2 separate regions of the Zea mays genome follow, and region 1 is linked to region 2. A link is a contact called in public Hi-C data. All regions are on one chromosome and are shown on one strand. The core of a region is the stretch at or near the end of the contact, and the rest is flanking DNA. Distances in the headings are between cores, read along the strand shown.

What was found. A called contact is a pair of places that touch in the nucleus more often than the background predicts.
Region 1: a Hi-C map of ear shows a contact between it and region 2, with 2.0 times the contacts expected there. The contact joins the enhancer-like site here to the promoter of LOC103650470 in region 2. A contact is called at or near these places in 3 of 25 Hi-C or Micro-C datasets (ear, leaf and tassel).

What each region holds. Positions count from the first base shown.
Region 1 is chr3:119,811,758-119,818,474 of Zm-B73-REFERENCE-NAM-5.0, forward strand. No RefSeq gene overlaps it. Among protein-coding and RNA genes, the nearest start is that of LOC103650473, 42 kb to the left of the region's middle. Within about 2 kb of position 4,849, at least 13 of the 20 cell types and tissues checked have an H3K27ac peak or open chromatin away from gene starts, as enhancers often do. A contact at or near this core is called in ear and leaf, where this site is marked.
Region 2 is chr3:119,566,492-119,573,212 of Zm-B73-REFERENCE-NAM-5.0, forward strand. LOC103650470 (pyrophosphate-energized membrane proton pump 3) reads right to left here and starts at 2,305. Exons shown (of 15, transcript XM_008676058.2): 1 at 1,850-2,305; 2 at 772-1,075. The coding sequence starts at 885. It overlaps LOC103652143 (bifunctional nuclease 2), which reads left to right and starts at 4,500. Exons shown (of 2, transcript XM_020550874.2): 1 at 4,500-4,875; 2 at 5,350-5,528. The coding sequence starts at 4,584. The coding sequence ends at 5,528.

The DNA of each region.
Region 1 (6,717 bases), core at 3,599-6,098, 250 kb after region 2:
CATCCCTGGGCCCGAAGATATCGAGAAACTTGGACAAGCTATTAAGAATTTTATCCTTTGGCCTCGAAGGGATGTCGAATTGCTTGATTTGTCGAATTTGTCGCAGGCGTCGCAGGCCCAACCGTCTCCGCCTTCTCAAATTGCTGTTCCTATTGTACATCCATCCTCACCTCCTCAAACTTCACATGCTGCTCCTCATCCTTTTTCTGACCCACCGTCTCCGCCACAAGCATCACCATTCAGGGCTCCACCACCTTCTCCTCCCCATCCTCTTGGTGACCCACTGTCTACGCCACCATCAAGGGATCCACCTTCTCCACAGCCATCAAACGATCCACGGCCATCAAAGAAATCTAAACTTCCTATACCAAAATTGGTGTCCCCGTATCAGAAAAAGAAGAGTAAAGCTACTACTGCTGGCACAGTTAGGTTTTTGAAAGGGATTGGACGGAGCCTCACGTCACAAACTGTTGATTTGGCCGAGCACGAGGAGTCTGCAAAAAAGGCTGAGGCAACGGCCGCAAAGATAAAGAAGCCAACTAAGGCAGATTACAAAAACGTGCCTAAAAAATATGTGCCGGGCAGACCTCTGCTACCTCTTGACAAACTAAGAAAGGTCCCGGCTGGTGTTAAAAGGTTGCATGACTGGTACATGCGGGCATCATCGGTTGGCATCGACACCATCAGTGTGCATATACCAGACCATGCTTTTATTGGTTCGAACCAAAAGGCCGTTGTTACATTCGAGGACATGTGGTTAATGATGAACCTTCAGAGACTCGACGTGCAACTTGTAACGATGTTTGCATTGTAAGTGTCGCTCATACTTCCACATATGTGTGTTATTATTAGTGAGCTGTATAAAATTTCAATATCTGACATGCACGTGTGACTTGCAGAATGCAACATGATCAGCAGGAGATTCTTTACGGTACCAAGCCCAATGCTAGTGCCAGTAAAAGGGTTGGGTATCTCAACCCAATACTTATATCCGAGGAAAGCCACACTTTTAGAATCGGGAAAGACAACGATGAAATAAGGGGAAAGACGGACGAAGAAGTTGAGAAGCGTATAAAGGAAATGAAGAAGGATTTTGAAGCTCGATACGCCACATACATAGGACATGCAATGCTTCAATTTCAAGACAGGGAAGCCATAATGGCCCCGTACAACTTTAAGTAAGTGTGATTTTGCATAAATAAAATTAATAATTTCAATACACATGCATCACAAATTTGATTCGTACAGGGACCACTGGATATGCTTCCTCATTTATCCTAAGGTTGGAAAGGTGCTGGTGCTCGACTCCTTGAACTTCGACCCTTCGACATATGCAACATTCCTCAGCATCTTAGAGCTGTAAGCCTTTTCTATGCATGCATACTTTTATCGATTAAAATTTGAGAATAACATGGTGATTCTATTTGAGATCACAATGCTTATAGATTCTATAAGATGAGAGGTGGAAAGTACGACCTGTCGAAAAAACAAGTGCCACTAGACATCCATCATCACTGGCCGGTAAGTATGTGATTTTATGAATACATATCATACACAATGTTGCAACTAAATAACCAATCTCCCGTTATGTAGTGCCACAAGCAACCACAAGGATCGGTCCTATGTGGATTCTATGCGTGCGAGTTCATGAGAGTGAACGGACGATACATCACGAACCCTGACAAGGTATTATTAGTAATAGTTAAGTATGTATTTATGTCATTAAAGATGCAAATGTGTTATTATTGAGTATAAATAGATGATGTTTATAAAATTCCTTTACAGCAATTTCAACGAGGAAACCCGGAGAACTTGACCGAAGCTGCATTGTATGGCATAGTCGAGGACCTCTGCACATTCATATTGAAAGAGGTCATTCCCGCAGAAGGAAAATATCACGATGCTTCCGGAACATTAGCTTTGCCAGAGTTTAGAATACTAACAGAAATTAGTAGATTATCTCTTAGCCGAGATAGTTATTAGAGCTTAGGTGAAAACTTATGATGTATAGAATGCATGAAGGATATATGGTTGTAAACAGAATACTTTCATTTCGTAGAATGCATGAAAACTTATGATGTATAGAATTTAATTTCATGTTGCTTTCAATATCAATATAGATCTATATATATATATATGTTTGTGTGTGTGTAAATAAATATATATATATATAATTCAGTATTGTTTGAAATTTTGAAAAAAGGCGGGAAAGTTCCACTGGCGGCTGAATAAAGAAAACCGCCAGTGAAAAGTGCATTTCCACTGGCGGTTTGCTTTATAAAACCGCCAGTGGAAATGCATTTTCACTGGCGGTTTTCTTTATTCAGCCGCCAGTGGAAATGAACTTTTCACTGGCGGTTCCTTAAGAAAACCGCCAGTGAAAATGCACTTTTCACTGGCGGTTCCAAAATAACCGCCAGTGGAAATGCTGATTTCCACTGACCCCTAGCACTGGCGGTACTGAAAAACGACAGTGTAAATATGTTTAGAACCGCCACTATAGAGCTTCTGTGTACTAGTGTCATCATCAGTTTGGCGACATGTTAGTTTGGCATAAGTTTAGGTCGCTTGAAGGTTTATAATTTGAAAATACGGCCCTCCATTGGAATGACCTCATATGGCCAGCTTGGTGGAGGCATCGTGCAGGAGCCAGAAGAACGGGGATGCTACCGAAAAGAAATTCTGTCCGGGGAATGAATTTTTTTAGAACAAATGGTGAAATGGTGTACACATCCTTCGTCCAAAATTCGAAAAACACTCAAGGTCTTTGATATAGTAAATAGTACTCCTCTGTCCCAATTTATAAATCGTTTGACTTTTTTGGTAAGTTTGATCAGCTCGTTTTATTCAAATGTTTTGCAAAAAAATAAAAAAATTGAAGACATACTTAAAGTATATTATATATATGCTAAATGATATCACAATAAAAATTAATAATAACTATGATTTTTCAATAAGATTAGTGAGCAAGATAAAAAGTCAAACAAATTATAAATTAGAACGAAGAGAGTATTAGTATTTATGTCTCCAAATAAATTTGTATTATAAAAATATATTCTATAACTGATCTAATAGTACTAATATTATATTATGAATGTTATACTTTTTATATAAATTTAGTCAAAGTTTAGGCTTTGATTTTTTTTAAAAACGAGAATTGCATTCTTTAGAAAATGGACTACTGAGAAAACATTAATGAATCGCAATTAATAACCTAAAGTGCTCGTGGTTAACAATTCATGGTCTATATATACTGACATACATTACTGATCAACTCCATGGTCTATATATATAGTGACCATGGAAATGCAATCTGTACTAGTAGCTGCGGCGCGCGTTGCGCGTGTCTCAGCCGTCGAACGGGTTTTAATCGGCTGAGGCTTACGACGCACTGAGCAAGAGGTGGTGGCCTTGTGGCGCTTGGTGGCCAATGGCTGATGATAAAAACGACTTGGACGTGTTACAGGCTCAATTTTGCTCCTAGCTTTATTATAAGAAATTTGTAATGACTCCATTTTCTCCTCTATCTTTTTATATTATATTTTAATTAATAGATTAAGGAAAGCTATTATATATAAGATATTTAATTGTATGATAAATATATATATGTAAAAAAAGTTAGAGATAAAATATATTTAATATGAGCACTTTTAGAATATGCTGTTGGAGAGAAATAATATATAGAGGAGAGATTTTTTTTAAAATGTGTATAGGAGAAATATAAAATAGAGGTCCAGAGAATATGATAGGGGCTGCCGAAGACGGAAGAAAGGACCCCACTAATTTTTTGCCATGACCAAGTCATTAGCCGCAACCGCAACATTACATAACCTTGTTATATGCGGCATGTCAATTAACCATGTGGCAATTTTGACGACTTTGGATTCTTTCTTCCTTGCCTTTTTTGTTCTCCTTTCTTTGGAAAAAAACATGCGTCGACTTCAAGCGTCATATCTAGATGGACGACCGGGTTCTGAACCGCAAGCGCCAACTCTACTCCTCCATGGTTCGACTGTATTTCTTATACATCACGTACTCATTCCTATGCTGCTAGGCATGTAGTGTAGCAGTTGTGTCACAGGAAGCAGCTGAGTTCGTCCCGTTCGGCTCTGGCCATAGGCTGTGCCCATGGTGGAGGCGGTGCCACTGGTCCTCGTGTCACTGGCGCACGCATTCGAGTGGCAGCTGTCGGCCGACATGCATCGTAGCGGAAGCACCGTCACCCGGGCCAGCGAGGCAGCGTTTGAGGCGGCAACGGGGAGGCGAGGAGGAAGCTCTTGTCGGTCCGTGTGCATCACAGCAAAGCAATGGGGCCAGTGAGGCACAGTGGCGGGGAACGAGGTGCCTGAGGGCGGGGGAGTGGGTTTCGTCGAGAACTCGAGATGAATCTAGAAGCTACCGGGAGAGACTCACACCGAGGATAGTCGCTGGTTGAGAGGTGCGGATCACCATCGAAGAAAAATCTAACGGCTGACATTTTTGTGACTGTCGTGGGTGGCTGAACCAGGAATGACCTTTGCGCTAGGGTTTAATATATAGAAATGGAAGACAACACATGACGCATGCTAGCACGCCAAGTAGTTTATCGAGCTACTATGTAAAGGGGGCTGCAGCTCTTGCATGGACTAAAAATTATAGAAGCAGCGTATGAGCCACATCCGTATCTGACACACGCCTACTACGACATCCACTTCGTCCCTATCTGTGTTATAACACTAGTTGTCTGATGGCTGGCACTCGCGCTCCCCGTTAGTCGTCGTTGTCTATCTAACGACTGCTCTCCATCTCCTCTATGTTGTGGCCACAGTAGGCGCCCGTGCCCATGCCCGTGTGCCTAGGCTCCAGGCCAGCAAGCGACCGTAGCTAGTCAGCTAGGTTGCCCACTGAAAAGTATCAATCATCTATCTCCAGACCACCACGCCCCAGTTGGCTATCTATGGGCTACCGCTGCCATCCGCTATTTGCTTTCTCTGCTATAAAGGTCATCAAGATTTTACACCGAAAGAAGAAGCAAAGTTGATGACAAATGAATGAATAATATCATGTTATTAAGCGGGATATAGTTACAGATAGTGTAGACAAAAAGATTTTTTAAGAAATAAGAACACAAAAGATAAATTTTCCTCGTAACCGCAATAACACGAGCCGTATGTATTGAGTACTGAATTTACAGATTTTATACATAATTATTTGGTATATATATATATATATATGTTTTTTAAAAATATCTAAATTATGTATTGTTACTTTATCATATTAAATATCGATTATATCATTTATTTAAGCTAAAAAATTTAGGTTTACAGTCGCTCCTCCTTTGAATCTATTACTTGATCCGTCATTGACGAGTGACATTGTCAAACTGTAACATATATGCTAACACATCGACATCAGCACATCGCATTCTACATTCTGCCCCTTCCGAGAACAGTTAATTAGAGCTGAAGAGGATGAAAACGAACACGGACAACAATATTCGATCCATCTACATGCTACAACACCATATGTACATTATTTGATCGTATAAATATGGTATCCACTTCCAATGCCCGATGCGACTATATCAGGGTTAGTTTGTCCTGGCCCGCTTGACAGATCGCCGTGGACGAGAGACATTGGATTACATCTAGGGCTGTCGATGAATTTCCTTTCTTTTTAATCATTGCTTGTATGGGTGATGTTATGGTGACGGCAACGACGATGACGTTTGCTAGCGACTACTACCCCAGTCCTAAAATAGGTCTGGTCTCCGGACCTAAAATCGGTACCAATGTAAGATGCCTGCTGGTTAAATTTTCTTAACTTCAACTATATTTACATTAAAAATATTAACAATATTTATATCCTTAAATAAGTTTTTTATAAAGATAATTTTAACTGTTTGTCTAATGATATGAATTATGCACCATAAATGTTAATATATTTCCTTATATATTTTTGTTGTTGTTGTTGAATGTTGGTTAGCATGCAGAGCAGCTAGCTAGCTGACGAGCTGTGCCTGTTCCAGAGCTTGTTCAGTACTATAAAATACACACACACAGGAAGAATGAACGCACGCATATGTCCAAAGCAGATCTATCTGATGCGATGATTTGCAAGATAATTAAGTACAAGTAATTAGTTTAAACTATGATGGATAATCGTCGGGAACATATCCAATTGCCAACCAGGAGCTGATATCTCTGTGCGCTAATTAAGCACCGTCGTGATTGCGCATCAGGCGTTGGCAGCACAGCAATGATGGAGAGACTCCGAGCGGGACTGTGTATGGGTGATGCCGCCGTATACTTTGTCAATGTTAAACTTGGCTGACATTAACTATAGTTAGTTTTGTCTAGTTACTTGTCAATATCAAACTTTTTAAATGACTGTACGAGTTTTTTTTTTCTTTTTTTAGCTCTAGGTCTAGGTAGGCGACTAGGCCTAGGCCTCACACAATTCCTTCACCAGCTATATATGGACAATATCTTGACATAATTATACATTTTCTCTTGAAAGACCATAAATCGACAGGTCATGGATGTACACAAAACAAATACGTGAAGTCTCTTACATACAGGACGACGTGAACAATTTTATTTTAGCCGCTAAATTAAAGGACATTTAGGGATGAAAATAGGACGGATACAGCCGGATACAGGTACCCTAATATATTTCTCTCGGATACGGGACCGGATACGGGTAGTTAAGATTCGGGACGGATACATGACGGGATCG
Region 2 (6,721 bases), core at 1,055-3,554:
AAGATGGAAAGAAATGATGTAGTGTCCATAGTGTGCTAAATTGTTCTTTGGTGTACACTTTGATAACTGTCAATAAAAAAAACTCGACATGCAAGGGTAAGACAGTCCCCGAGCATTAAAATAAGAAGACCTTCTCACGTAGGTCGAGAAACCCCCCGAATCCCTGCCCCACCCATACACGGCGGCACCGTAGCCCATGTGAAACGACCTAGACCGGGCCTTAGACCTGTGCTTTGGAGTAGAATAGACGAAGGGATTTTCATAACCACAGCCTGAAATTCGCTACCACGAGGACTCGAACCCAGGACCTAATAAGTGCTACTCCATAGCCTGAAATTCGCTCCCACGAGGAGTCGAACCTAGGACTTATAAGTGCTACTCAGACCACCTAACCAACTCAGCTAGAGGTCCTTTCACGATAATTGTCAATAGCCATATACATTAAAACTAATGAAAGAAAAATAAATAAATAAATAAATAAATAAATAAACAGTGTGAATATTTCTTTCCCATCCAAAATAAAATAGTGTGAATATAGCAACAAAAACAGGGACATTCCACAATGCTTTGTTTCAGGACAAATACCATGTACTTGCATTTACTAGCATCAACATCAACATAGCCTTTTAATCCCAAGCTAACGAGAACGAAATACACACACAAAGTGAGCACATGACATATGAATGGATGCTAAGTTTGTCCTTTTCAATGTAGCCACAAAAGTCAGTTATGTATTTTTAAAGGTGGAGAAAGCTTAGCAATAGTCCATACCAGCGGTACAGATGATTTGCTTCGTACTGTTGAAAAAGCCCTTGGTCTTTCTTGATACGACCTTCCATTTTCCATGTCCTCTTCCATCATGATGGGATATGAATTTGCCCTCATTATTACTGGAAAAGGAACCAACTCCCCACCTTGGGGTAGGTCGCTCCCTGAGCCCTGGCGCTGATTTTTTTTTAGTCTATGTCAGACACCTCTCAAAATTAGTAAGCCCTGAAAGGTAAACACATCCAGATTTTCTTCAGCCTCAGTGACGAACTTCTCTTTGATTCAAAGGGTCCTTTTGCCGTCAAGTCTACAAGATGATATTAGCACGAAGCTAGGTATAGTGAATCTTCTATAGAATCACAATAATCAAACACAAAGTACAATTGTTGCCTAAAACATAAACTCCGGTTAAATAAAATAAAGTACAGCAACAGAGTACCAAGACACCTTCTATAATAAAGACAACTGAAAAGTATAGTCTTCATTGGACACACCTGAAATCTATGTAGCACAGATATGGATACACTCATACATGAACGTGGCATTTAGCAAAAATAGACAATACAGAGATATGTTTCAGTATTTGTTAAATGTTAAACAATAAGGCACGTAATTGTAATAGTGGCAGCAGCAGCCTATAGCTGGAAGGCTTTAGTTGGGCGAGATCTAACAAATAACAGATCTCTTCTCTGAAAGTTTGCACAGTTAAACATCTAGCAGAAAATATTGTTCAAACTTCATTTCTGCAATCAGGATTAGTGTCAGGTGATGAATAATTTTCAGGCAGGTAGCAGTTCTAAGTTCAGAGCGAACCAAGTAAGTTAAACATCTAGCAGAAATATTGTCTGCTCACTTCTGCGATCAGGACTAGGACTAGTGTCGGGTGAGGAATAGTTATCGGGCACGTAGTAATTCTAAGTTCAGAACCAGTAAATAAAGGGGTAAAACATCCTGTGTTCGTAACCACATGGATATAGAAACAACAGCAGACCGAGCAAAACTGACAGTAGTTCAATGTCTAGACTGTAGAGCGGGACATGCCTGACATGGCTACGGGAGAGGGAGCAGGGTGGGTTCTCACCGCTGCTTCACGACGGCAGGTGGCGGAGCTCGTTGCGCGCCGCGCGCGTGCAGGCGTCTGCGAACGGGGCTCCCGGGACGTCCGCGGCTAGCAGGCGGCGTGCGACCCCGGGGCGGATGTCGCCTGCTGTAGCTCGTGGCGCGGTGATGGATCTGGTCCTTGCCGCGGGCACGGGAATGGATCTCGGAGGAGGAGGCGGCGGCGGCACCGACGGGAGCAGTCGCCGGGTCACTGGAGAGGGGCCACCCCGCCGCTGGCGTCGCGCGAGGATGAGCGCGGCAGCTTGCTGGCAAAGCAGCAACAAAGCAGGCCGCGGATCTGCGAGGCGAGGGAGAGCTTCTCCGAGACACGCACACAAACAGAAACGGAGGCAGCAGGCATCTCCAGCGGACCGACGATCGTATTCCAAATATTTTGTTTTGAGAGAATTTGGTATTTGCCGTCACCACAAAACATATTCATAAAATTGTCATCAGTTCGACATTTTATAGACACGGATGGCCCCACAATTCATAGACACAAGAGTAATATTAACAAGCAGACAACGTTTCAAGTGATAGAATTTCAATTATTTCGTTTTATATACCATAGATTACGGCAACAACTAATATACAATCAGGTTTTATGTGCAAGCGTGCAAGCGAGGTTCCTGGTTCATTAGATTATGCAACAATATATCATATTTAACAATTAAATCATTCCACCGTCAGCTCGTATAGATTTATAAAAAACCCCTAACAAACCACGATCATGTCTACAGTTAGATCATGATCTAACGGACTAAAAGGCTCGTTTGCACTTGCATATAAGGTCTGATTGCATATTAGTTGTTGCTATAGATTACATTTTTTAAAGAGTGGAGTTTGAAGCAGTGGCGGATCCAGAAAGCCTAAAGGAGGGACTACTAAGACAAGTTTAAAATTTTTATTCTAAGTATTATGTTAAACCATCTTTTTTATGAAAAACTTATCCATCCTATCTCTATAAACATAAACATTAATTTTATTAACTAACCTAGTAAATAATTGATGAAACAAAATTAATTAAAATTACGATAAACAACTAACCTAGAGTTCTAGGCTGTTGCAGGCATGCAAATATGCTGGTGCTACTCTTGTGCCTGGTGGTTCACTGTCCAATAGTTCTTGTCTGCGCCTGGTAGGTAGTGCGCTGTACAGGCTGGATGCTGAACAATGGTTCTAGCTTGCTAGTTGCTAGTGCACTGCTTTTAGGCTGCTAGCTACTGCATGCTAGGTTGATGGCATGAGCTGCTCTTGCAGCACGGACAGGGCTAGCGCACGATGTTGCTGCATTCTAACGTAGTGCAGAGATGGGGTCGTGACATGGGCTGCAGCCCGGGCAGCCCCGGGTCTGAATCCACCACTAGTTTGAAGTAGAAAGTGGGAGAGAGTGAGATAAGTTTGTTGGAGATATTAATGGGAGGATGACCACGATGAAGATGGAAAAGAGGTGGACTATAGTGTGGAGTCTCTCCGACCCACATTACGAATTAAAATAAAATAAAATAAAATATAGGAACTATAAATTATTACATAAAAACTAAACATCTTCTAAATTCTAATATATGTCTTTTTCTTGTGGAGGAAAACTCCATTCTTACGAGTATTTACGAGTATTTCGTGGATATTCCTTAAAGAGGATGGATCTTGTTCTTATCCTTTCAACCAAAAACATGAAAAAGGGAAATGGCTCCATTCTATAGGTATACATTTAGACCGAGTCTGATGAGTTGATTCAAAACGCAAAAAAACATAGCTCAGACATGGCACGATCTGAAATATTTTAGATCGGTTAGACCGGCTCGATGCATCAAACTGTAAGTGGGCCGATATCACGGGCTATGGGCGGGCACGACTTACGACTTATTTAAGGCAGGCACGAAATGGCCGGTACGGAAAGGCCATATCTCTACTACTCTTAAGAAGATACCGTAGGCGTCCACATTGTCTGGCGCACGGTTCTGCCTGCCCCTGCCTCCGACATTCTCCCCTTGCCCCGCTCTCGGCCGCGCAATTCCAAGAACCCTCCATCATCGCCCCACCATCATCACACTATCCATCACTGCCCGCAATCATCGGCCCGCGCAACCACCCCATGCGTCGATGTCTGCCCCGTCCCCATCCCTGCGTTGCCCGCGGCCAGGGGGATCCACAGCCTTCACTGTGCCGCCGCCGAACCACACCTTCGCTCGCGGTGCCTCTGCCCCCGCTCTCGTCCGCCGCCACGGGCGCCGCATCATTCCCGCCCCTCCCTCACCCATCCCCTCCGGTCATCCCGCCACCCCCCGCGTCGCACACACCCCGCATCTGCTCTCCTGTCCCTTCCCCTCCAGCGATTTCGCCTCCCACCCGTGCTGCACACACCTCGCCATCACTTCTGTCCATCCCACCTCCCCCTGCGGTTGTGTGCTGCACACACCTCGCCGTCACTTATGTCCATCCCACCTCCCCCCGCGGTTGTGTGCTGCCCAGCCCATCTCCGCTCCTCGACAAGACCAATGGCGGCTGTTGCGTCCTCCGCTCTACACGCCGTTGGCGCCGTCGCCTCCGCCAAGCCCAGATCCGTCGCCCCCGGTATCTGTTGTAGCATAGGCGCAGGCCAAGAATCATTTTCTGACTTTTCTGCTTCTTGAGGTCACTTGGTTATTCCTGCACAACATTATCTGGACACGGATATTTATTTATTTGTTCCATTTTTTCATGGAGGCAGATTGATGGCGATGGAGGTACCTGTTTTCTGCCGTCCTGCAATGCAAGTGAAACTGCCTGCTGCTGCGCTGATCAACAACTCCCTGACCAAATCTGGGCAGCTTGGGACTGCATTGTTTGGTGCCATTTCAAAATACAGAAACATTTCAAGATTCATTTCTCTCATCTCTCAAACATCTACGAAGAACATAGGTCCATGTTGTAGCTTCAGCTCGTCTTCTGATGGTAATGGATACATGGCTGGAAACTCTAGCGAGAGTGATGAAGACTATGTTAATTCTACTGTGCTAGAAGCAGGTAATTCTTCACACAAGATGGTCTGCTTTTATATGGAGAATGCCACACAACATTCAAGTTTTACTTAGGCTTTATTTATTTGCTACTCTAGACTTAATTTTCCTATGTGATTAGTTGCTTGACATTCCATGTTCCACTCATTTGTCTCAAGCATCTTACTGTGTGAATGAAAAATTTGAATGCATTCCATTGCAACTTGTAATTTATCTTGTAATTGTACTGATATTGTGCCTCTGTTGCAAACTATTGTGCATATTATATCATCATTGGTACCATACATTACTATATGCAAGTTGCAAGTTGACAATTTGAATCGAAGTCATGTTTGAACTCGACACAAATTAAATTATGTTGATGGAATGGAAAGCAATTTGAATATTGAATAGTCAATTTACAAAATAGCTACTGGTAGTACTTTGGTGTGTCCCCAGTACCTGTTCCTAAGGTAAAATATGGTTTTGTGTTCTTTTCCAGTTGAGGTGAGAAGTGGGTCAGAAGGATATGTGATAAAGATGCGAGATGGAAAGAACTTGTGTTGTGTCCATAGTAATTTTCAAGGGAGAAATATTCCAGAGAGTGCACCACAACCTGCTATTGTTTTGAGGATTGAAGATGGAAGCAGAACTTTACTCCTAATCATTGTTTGTACGTAATCTTTTAGTTTGATTCAGTGAATTCAGAAGTAGGAATTTTTTATTGACATTAATGCATGTCTACCCTCTCAATTTTCTCAGTGGAGATGCCAAGCGTTCTTCTGATGCCAGTTATTCGTAATGTCCACATTGTAATTCCTTCTATTGTCATCAATTCTATTATTTCATACTATCTGTTCTGCTTGATGTAGTCTATATAACACCTTTCTGTTATAGGCACGAGCGACCATATATCAAGCTGTCAAGGAAATGATTGATAAAATGGGTTATGAGGTAATCTTTTTACTTGTAAGCATTTGTAGCAGATATGCTTACTTGGTCAAGGAGAAGTTAATTCATATTATTGCCCCTTCTATCATGATGGTGGTTTTGGGTTCAGGTAAAACTTGTTAGGGTAAACAAAAGAATTCAAGAAGCATACTGTGCTGATCTTTATTTAACAAAGGTACAAATCTACCTGTCTAATAAGTAAGAGCAAATTAATGCATTTTTAGTGGGTGCACCATTAACCTTAATAATATTCTAAAGTAGAAACCTCCTACACTGCAGGTCAATGATCCTACAGACAACACCACCTTCGATCTTCGGCCTTCAGATGCCATAAACACTGCTGTTCGTTGCAAGGTATTTTCTGTATATGTCCTTGCTACATACTAATTTTTTTAGTAAATTCATTTTTGTTATCTCTACTAATCCATATGTACGGACTGTGGGCGTGCACCCATCTTCACCACGCCTCCGCCCTTCCCCACCGCCCACGGCGCACAGTTCCCGCTACGGCTCCTCGCCCACAACGCGCCCTTCCCCACCACCCGCGGCGCGCAGTTCCCACTATGGCTCCTCGCCCTCGACCATCTGCCTCTCCCACAACACGCGTCTTTCCCTACAGCGAACATGACCGCGCCCCCCCCCCCAAATCCTGCCATGGTCCAGGGCTTCCGAAAGTGCGCGACCCCCAAATCCCACCATGGTCGAGCGTCGACAACGCTGACCTCGCCCCAGATCGATAGCGCCAACATCACCCCAAATCCCAACAGCACCGATAGCGCCAACCTCGCCCCAAATCCCGATAGCGCCGACATCGCTGACAGCACGCGGCCCCCAAATCCTGCCATCGCCCAGACATCGCCCCAGATCGACTATAATCTGGCAGCCCACAACCCTGTCATCCCCGACCATGGCCCCAAACCTCG